Linked DNA regions of Mus musculus: regions 1 and 2 are each linked to region 3. A link is a contact called in public HiChIP or PLAC-seq and promoter capture Hi-C data. All regions are on one chromosome and are shown on one strand. The core of a region is the stretch at or near the end of the contact, and the rest is flanking DNA. Distances in the headings are between cores, read along the strand shown.

Region 1 (2,738 bases), core at 29-2,528, 770 kb before region 3:
CAGGCAGTTCACAGTCATGTTTAGACTTTAAGTTATACAGCATCACAGAACGGTCAACAAAATTCCCTTAGCATTTATCAAGGTCAGCCCAAGACCCTTCCGGGCTGAAGTACTAAACAGACCCCCTTTAGTTAGGTCATGCACTGTGTGTGTATTTTCTATGAAGATAAGTCTCTGATATTTGTATTTTACATCTATGCAAGTTTATGTGACATACACTTAAAATACTTTTGTACACATTTTAGAATTTGAAAGTTAGGCTAACAAGTTTGGAATTGATATCAGAAAGCTGAATAACATCAGGAAGTTTTGTGTTAAAATCTCTAATTAAGGAGCATATCTTTAATCCCAGCACTCAGGAGGGAGAGACAAGCTATCCCCTGTAAGTCCCAGGCCAGCCTAGTTCTCACAGACTTCAGCCAGGGCCTCACAGTCCTGTCTCAAAAAGCAAAAAAACAAAACAAACAAACAACAACAGATAAAGAGAAAGTTAAGCTAGAGCCATAACTTAATGAGGAGGGCCTGCTCTTCTATAGAGTCAATCACCAGCACCATTCAAAAAGAACAATACTGAACCTAAAGTCGACAAAGCTCAAATGTAGGGACGCATGAGAGCAACAAAGATGTCTAACGGAAAGTGTAATTTTTCTAGGTTTGTTGGTTTAGTTTGGTTTTCGGAGACAGGGTTTCTCAGTGTGGCCCTAGCTGTCCTGGACCTCCAAAGGCAGAGTTCCAATTGTCTCTGCCTCCCAAGTACTGGGATTAAAATTGTGCGCCACTACCACCTAGCTTGGACATTAATTTCATGAGCAGCAGAGCCAGGCACATCTCTCTCATGCTTAGAACTGAATTTTACTCGAGTAGGATTTATCATAAATGAATTACCCTAAATAAGGCCCTCCGTTCATTAAATCAAACACCTGAGCTGGGTTGAGCAACTGTTTAAAGCGACGAAGGAACTTCACTCCCTGATTATCTCCACTCTTAGAGTTGACGAACACCAAGAGGGGGCTGACACAGAACGAAAAGGTTGCTCGACAGAAACCTGCAAAAACAAGCCCGGGACAAGATTAATATGCACTTCTTCTCTCTTCAATTATTAATAGGTATTCAGAAAAGGAAGAAAAATGGGTGAAAGCAAGGAACCTTCCTTCCTTAATGCTGGCGCATCACCGTAACCTAGTCCCCTGGCTAAACGGTTCAGTATCTGCATCCTAGCAATCTAAAACTCATGTTTTAGCATATACTTTGCAGTGAGGAACCACATCACAGACAATAACCACCAACCTTACCAATCTTGATAAGGAAAGGAAAGCTAAGGGTTTACAGTTCTCAAACGACTCATGCCCATACTTGGTATTTTACAATATTCTAATTGTTCTTTGTATAGGTCTAAGAAAATACGTTAAAATGAATGAAGGATCTATTGGGGGTGGGGAGAGCTGTCAAGAACACATCCCCTGAGCTTCGCAGCCATCTGCACAGCTGTTACACGCCTGTGCAGGAAGCACAACAGAAGACTAAAACGACACATTGCAGAAGCCATTTGTAACGTGGCGTGCAGAGGAGGAAGTAACGAGTGTCCCATTCTAAAACCGGTGATGTCACAAAGTCTCCTCTGCACTTACAGTTAAGCCCTGGCCAGATTCTAGAAATAGCAAATGCATTTAGAGGAATACAGATTCCTGCAATTAAATGACAGGAGAGCAAATCTTAATAGGAGCCCATGCTAATGGGCAGTTTCAATTATGGTGAGAGAACACAGACACGTTAACCTTTCAGGAGTTCAGTACAAAATGACGGTCCCCCTTCATTTGTTGGGATGTGAAAAAAAACAAAAACCAATAACCTGCAAGTCTTGTGTACAATGATCTGGCCAAAGTGTTAATGGCTGCACTACAACTTTCCTTTCAAAATATTCATTTGAGCTGGGGATGTAGCTCTGTGGTTGGACGTATGCTTAGCTCTTCAGGATCATTTATGCCCAGCATCACAAGAATCAACTAATTAAGCAACCAAATATACCGTCCAGCATTTATAAAAACTGACCAGAATAATCAATTACAATGTATCATATGAAATTCAATCAACAGTAAATACGCTAGAAATACACATACTTACTACTGCTACGTACCATCAGAGTCTGTGCTATTTAGTGCAATCGGAGGTATGATGGAGACTTTACACTGGCCAAGGGGACAGACGGGATGGTACACATCTTTGCAGGCAGTGTGCACCTGACAATAAACAAAGAAACCTTCAAGAACTGTAAAAACAACAAACCAACACGTGATAAATGACCCCGACAGACCTGTCTGTTCAGGATCAACATCATCACAAAATGTTCAGTGTTTAGGAAACCACTGAAGGTGTATTTACCCTTCTGGGAAATAAGCTTGCACTGTATGTGAGTGACTCTGCCCAGAGCAGTCTACTCCTATGGTTATCTAAAGTAAGTGTTATGTAGTGAGTGCATGCTTAGTGGAGGGAAGCCGGAAGAGATGATATGGAGGAGGAAGAGAGGGAGAGTGGGGAGGGAAGAAAGAGGAAGGATGGAGGGACAGTATCTCAATGTCATGGTCATAAAATTTAATAAAAATAAATAAAATCTGCCATGTGCAAGCTCTTTCTGCAGTGATCCTACAACCTCCTAGTCTAATTTATCTTAGCTTATGTATTTATGTGTGCTGATACAAGCACATGCATGACTCCTTCCTCAGCTAGACCACTGCCCTGCA
Region 2 (2,700 bases), core at 123-2,622, 660 kb before region 3:
GGAGGCAGCGAATCGTACCCTGGCAAACCGGCTGGAAGTCTATGGGTAAGAAAAGGAGAAGCAAGCCTGGCACCTGACCTACAAGCTCTCAACAGGCAGAGGGCCCGCCTGAGCAGACTCAGGAAGTCCCTGGGAAAACATCATCAGAACAGCACCGCAGCAAGGATGAAGCCAGAAATTTTGGACCAGGCTTTTGAGACGGTTCACAACGTCAATCAAAAAGGACTAAGAAATACGTAGATAGGGTATGCAGAGCCAAAATTCATTGCCCACTCAAGATTACAAGGGTCTACGCAGGACGGGGATTCCTGGGAGGAATCCCTGAAGGGATGGATGGATAACAGACGGCTCAGTTTGAGGTGCAAGAAATAAGTTAAAGGAGTTTAGGGAATAAATCCAAAGACCTCGACTCTTCTCACACGCAACACTCTGAGCCCCTAAAGTGACTCAATCTACGCGTGGCGTGTGCTGTGAGATCCAGGCGAAAGCGAAGTTAGCCGGTGGCTGGATCCCGGTCCAGGTCCCCTGACCCTCGGAACTGTTCAGGGCAGCCGCGGCCACTCGAGTCGGAGGCGTGGCTCTGGGCTTCTGGCAGCCACCAGCCTCCACAGGCGGCGGTCCTTGGGAACCTGCGTGCCCAGGTGACTGCCAGGGCGCGGTCAAGAGGTGAGCCCCGTCTCCTCCCGGCGCCACCCGCTGACCGCGCAACCCCGTCGCCTCCACTCCCCGGGCCGCCGCGCCACACTCGGGAATGAAGTGCAAAGTTGGGAAAAGGATGAAGCGCGGAAACGGTCCTCTAAGGACCGTCGCCAGAGGCCGACCGGACAAAGGCGCTTCGGGCGGCGAGCAAGGAGGAGCCCGGGCGCCGGAGGAAGCGCTGCCCCGGCTGGGAAGCAGCTGGGGACCTCATCCCGGACCGCTTCCTGAACGGAACATGGGCCGGGAGGGGGAGGCAGGGAGCAAGGACAAGCGGGAGGGGTGGGCGCGGGCGCGGTACCCACCGGTTCCTCCCAGGCCGGGCTCTGGGCTCCAAGCACGGGGCGCACGTGCTGAGGCTCCATCGCGCCGGCCCGCGCCCGCTGGCCGCCGGGGCGCACGGACACCGGCCCCCGCTGCCGCTGCCGCTGCCGCCGCCGCTGCCGCCGCCGCTGCCTGCGCCTCCCTCGCTGGGATCGCTGTCGCTGCCGCCGCCGCTGCCTGCGCCTCCCTCGCTGGGATCGCTGTCGCTGCCGCCCTGGCTCCTGCCCGGGGCCAGCCACGGGCCCTCCCGCGTTCTCTGGCTTCCGCCGCGCTCGCCCGCCCCCGCGCCGGTCCCTTCCTCCGCCACCGCCTCCGCAGCCGCCTGAGTCCCGCTCCACGGCGCGGCGGCGAGCGCTCGGCTCCTCAAGCCGCCGCCGCCTCCCACGGCCGCAGAATCCGCCCCTCTCTCTCTCCTGTCTCCGCCTCCGACTCCCTCCCCTTTTCTCCCGCCGTCCGCCCCTCCCCCAGCGGCCCCTCCCGGCGGGCGGCCCGGGACGCACGTGACCCCCCTGCCAGGCCATATAAGGCGCGGAACCGAAAGCAGCCACCGGGTGGTCACGGGCACCGGGCAGTGGTGCGGCTAAAAGAGGCAACCGCGCCGCGGGGCCCGGATCGCCAGAAGAATCGGGGGATGTCGGGGATGAGTAGCTTGCGCCGGACGAGCGGAACCTGGCACCCTTTCCCCTTGGCATCCCTCGCCACGGGTGCCTGTAGCCCCCGACGGCCGCCTCGGGAGCTAAACCTGGAGCCAATTGCCCAGGACAGTACCTGGCTTCAACAGAGCGAGGCTGCGCTTCGCACCCCTGAGCCACTCCCAAGCACCTATTCCGGCAGCTGAGATGTCTGGCTGGGCTGTCTGGGGAGCCCTGCTTTTGTTCATTTTCTATGGCTGAAAGATTTCGTGGAAAGAAAACCAGCTAAGGAGCCGGTCTGTGGTCCGCTGTGAGCGCTCTGCTCAAATTAGGGACAGGGGCAGTTCCGAGAGAGAGCTCAAATGTCAACTGTCTCTCCTGCTGCTCTCCGGGAAAAAGAAAATGAAAATTGCAACAAGCAATTTTTTAAATCATCTTTCCTGAAATCATCTTTACTGGCAGTGAAGATGGTTTCCATCTAGTTGCAAACCGAGCAGTGACTGCATTTGCATGGGTCATTTCCTCTCTCGTGGACTTCAGACTCCTGCCAGCACCATCTTCTGGCCCTTAGTCTGGTAGACAGATGAATTCACACGTTTTGAAACCGAAAAATCAAAACACTACTTGATCCAGCATGCTCCCACGTCATACTAATTTCCGAGGCTAATATTCCGCTGAAGCTACACTCATAAAGGTCACCTAAGGATTGTGGAGAGAGCTAAGCCACTGGATGGTTTCCAGCCCTCACTTTCTATAACTTGACTGACTAAATTTGCATTCCTGAATCTCTCCTTTAAATGGGCCCTTGGACTGTTGGGTCTTCTTTGTTAGTGACTATGCTTTGTTCAGTGGCCTCCAACCTGCTGCCTAAATAGCCTGTCCTTCATTTACTTTGAATGAGGTTTAAGTGGGGTGAGTGAGCAGTCTGACCATGCTGCGTTTACCTCAGCCCTGGGATCACAGCTGAACACTGGGGCTCACTCAAAACCAGCCCTTCATTCCATCTAGGTGAGCATTCTACCTGCCGACTGAGCTATCCCAGACCGGA
Region 3 (2,700 bases), core at 94-2,593:
AGATGTGGTATCCAGAACTGTAATCCCATCACCCTCCAGGCAAAAGCAGATGAGTTCAAGGTTATTTTTGGCCAACCTGAAATATATGGCCATCTCAAAAAAAAAAAAAAAAAAAGAAAGAAAGAAAAAGAAAAAAAAAGAAAAAAAAAAAAGAAAAAAAGTAGTCCCCTAGTCCACTTGTATCATTGTTAACATTCTCAATGCTACATGTCAAGCTTCTGTTGGCTTGAGCCAGTACTAAGTGTAACATTTTGTCAGGTGATGGCAACAAAGTATTAAGATCAGTGTTTCCTTACTCAACAGCTAACGCTATTCAGCCACGTGCTCTCAATACAAATTCACCCTGAAATCTAAAAGCTTGCCCAGCAAGTAGCACATTCTCAAATTAAAAGGGCAGCTTAGAACATACCGCTATTAACTCATTTTCTTTTCTAAATCTTTAAGAGCCCCGCAACATACAGAGAAGAAGCGTGTCACCTCTCTCCTCCCTGAAAGGATATAACCTGGTCAAGGTGCCAAGGTGGCAGATATGCTGGCACACTCCCCAGAGAAAACTTCTTGTCTGGGCACAGTGGCAAATGCCTTGAATCCCAGCACTCGAGAGGCAAAAAAAAAAAAAGCAGCTCTAAAATCTAGGCTAGCTTTGTCTGCATAGAGAGATCCAGGCCAGCCAGGGCTACAGAGTGAGCATGTCTTAAGTAAACTTTAAAAACGTAAAACCGAACCTCGTTTAGCTGGGCATGGGTCTAACATGACCAAGGCAACTTGTTATTAATCATCATTATTACTATTCTTATTCAGGCTTCAAAGCCACGTAAAGGGTCTCAAGCACAAAGCCCTTCTCCGCAGCTTTCATCACGAGGACGAGTTAGAAGCAAGTTTCTGGCAAATCACTTCCAAAACCGGGCCCGCACAAACATGCAAACTCTCCCGCACAGAGGCATGGGCTCCCGAGGATCGCGGGCTCCATGTTCCCGTACCCCGCAAGCAGCGGTGCTTGGCCCAGCCTGGACCCGAAGCAGCTCGGACTACTCCGAGGGGAGGACTGCAGGGACCCGCTGAGCCCGGCGCCGGGGTTCCGGCGACTCGGCCGGGGAACTTTCTGGAAAGCTCCCGCAGTGGGGAGCTCCAGAGTCAGGGAGGGAGCGCCGCGGGGGAACGGAAGGAGAAGCGGCCGGAGGAGAGCCCGGCTCGGTGGGAAAGAAAGCGCGCAGGGGTCGGGCGGGCCACCGCTCACCAGCACGCGCTTGAAGAGGGCGCTCTCCTTGGCGGGCAGCTGCACGCAGGGCATCGTGGCGGCGATGGGGAGGCCTGCTCGAGCGACCAGCCAGGACCCGGGCCGCGGGTTACCTCGGCGGGATGCCACGGGAAGCGGAACACAGCGCACTCCAGTGGGCGGCCCGGGAGGGAAGCCCGCGCGCGCCAAGATGGCGACCAGGGCTCGCCCCGCCCCCCCGCGGGGTGCGCATGCGCAGTCTCGCGGCCAAGAGAAAGACTAGACTCTTCTCACCCGGGAGGTCTCCGGGTCGGTGCAGGGCTGTGGCTCCTGTCACGTCTTAAGCGCCTAGTCATTTACTCGCCCTAATCTCTGGACTGTTCGTCTCACGCTGGTTATTAGGCTTCTGTCCTAGATGATGTAAAACTGTTTTCCGAGTTAACTTTTATTCTTTTGTGCAGTGGAAACCCTGCTTAATACCACGAACACTCTTGGTTTAGAATCCATTTGTCCTTCCTTTTCTTGCTGTTTTTAAAAGGACTCTTAAAAAGAAGCCTTAAACCGGGCGGTGGTGGCGCACGCCTTTAATCGCCTTTAATCCCAGCACTAGTTCTGAGTTCGAGGCCAGCCTGGTCTACAGAGTGAGTTCCAGGACAGTCAGGGCTATACAGAGAAACCCTGTTTCGAAAAACAAAAAACAACAACAAAAAAAGAAGCCTTATCTTTTCATTGCATATGAAAGTAGTGATCAGACCTTGAAATGATGGAACTGGCGAGACAGCCCCTTTAGGCAAAGGATAGGAAGGAGAAAAAAAAAAAAAAGTCTCAGCCGCGAGGGAACCCAACATTTTCAGTAATAATTGCAGAATTTTTACAGATCTACTGATCCTCGAGTCTACTGCCTCTTTCACCACATAGACTACCCAATAATGGGAAAAACAGGATACAATCCTAGAATGTTTCAGGGATGACTTCTCCAAAAAAATGAAACATACTAACAACACGCAAGAACATACAGATAGACATCTGTGACAAGAAGGATCACATACCAGATGTTGGTGTAGTATTAAAAGGTGTGTGTAAACATATGTATATAAACATATAAATTCTGAATCCTAATTTCTGCACGTGCCTGTAGTAATAGTACTGGAAAATCAAGGGCAAGAGGATTACAAGTTCAAAGCCAGGCTAGGCTATGTAGTGAGAGCCTTTTTTTTTTTTTTTTTTTTAAGGGGACGGAAGAAGCTACAGGAATCGGGAAATGGCACATCCTATAAAGTTCATTCTCCAGAACCCTTTTGCTTGTTTTGTTTTTCAGAGACAGGGTTTCTCTGTGTACCCTTCGCTGTCCTGGAACTCACTCTGTAGACCAGGCTAACCTCAAACTCAGAAATCTGCCTACCTCTGCCTCCCTAAAGCTGGGATCAAAGGCGTGCGCCACCACTGTCTAACATGGAAGGTGACTCAAGATAGGGTTGCCCGTG

The links. HiChIP or PLAC-seq counts read pairs in DNA pulled down with a chosen protein or histone mark. Capture Hi-C pulls out chosen DNA fragments and counts their contacts.
Region 1: an H3K27ac HiChIP or PLAC-seq map of T-cell acute lymphoblastic leukemia shows a contact between it and region 3, with 7 times the contacts expected there. The contact joins the enhancer-like site here to the promoter of Naa16 in region 3. A contact is called at or near these places in 5 of 39 promoter capture datasets (cranial neural crest, frontonasal cranial neural crest, hippocampal neurons and 2 more), 4 of 115 datasets of contacts at active chromatin or transcription factors (T-cell acute lymphoblastic leukemia, acute myeloid leukemia and stem cell-derived neural progenitor cells) and 1 of 9 other capture datasets (adipose tissue).
Region 2: a contact with region 3 is called in a promoter capture Hi-C map of adipose tissue. The contact joins the promoter of Dgkh here to the promoter of Naa16 in region 3. A contact is called at or near these places in 2 of 39 promoter capture datasets (hippocampal neurons and pre-B cells), 2 of 115 datasets of contacts at active chromatin or transcription factors (bone marrow-derived macrophages and embryonic hindbrain) and 1 of 9 other capture datasets (adipose tissue).

Annotation. Positions count from the first base shown.
Region 1 is chr14:78,617,638-78,620,375 of GRCm38.p6, forward strand. It overlaps Dgkh (diacylglycerol kinase, eta), which reads right to left. Exons shown (of 30, transcript NM_001081336.2): 9 at 2,135-2,237; 10 at 886-1,045. Among named protein-coding and RNA genes, the nearest start is that of Gm26251, 15 kb to the left of the region's middle. Within about 2 kb of position 1,279, at least 25 of the 459 cell types and tissues checked have an H3K27ac peak or open chromatin away from gene starts, as enhancers often do. A contact at or near this core is called in T-cell acute lymphoblastic leukemia, where this site is marked.
Region 2 is chr14:78,731,357-78,734,056 of GRCm38.p6, forward strand. Dgkh (diacylglycerol kinase, eta) reads right to left here and starts at 1,373. Exons shown (of 30, transcript NM_001081336.2): 1 at 1,002-1,373. The coding sequence starts at 1,061.
Region 3 is chr14:79,389,325-79,392,024 of GRCm38.p6, forward strand. Naa16 (N(alpha)-acetyltransferase 16, NatA auxiliary subunit) reads right to left here and starts at 1,344. Exons shown (of 20, transcript NM_025832.2): 1 at 1,238-1,344. The coding sequence starts at 1,291.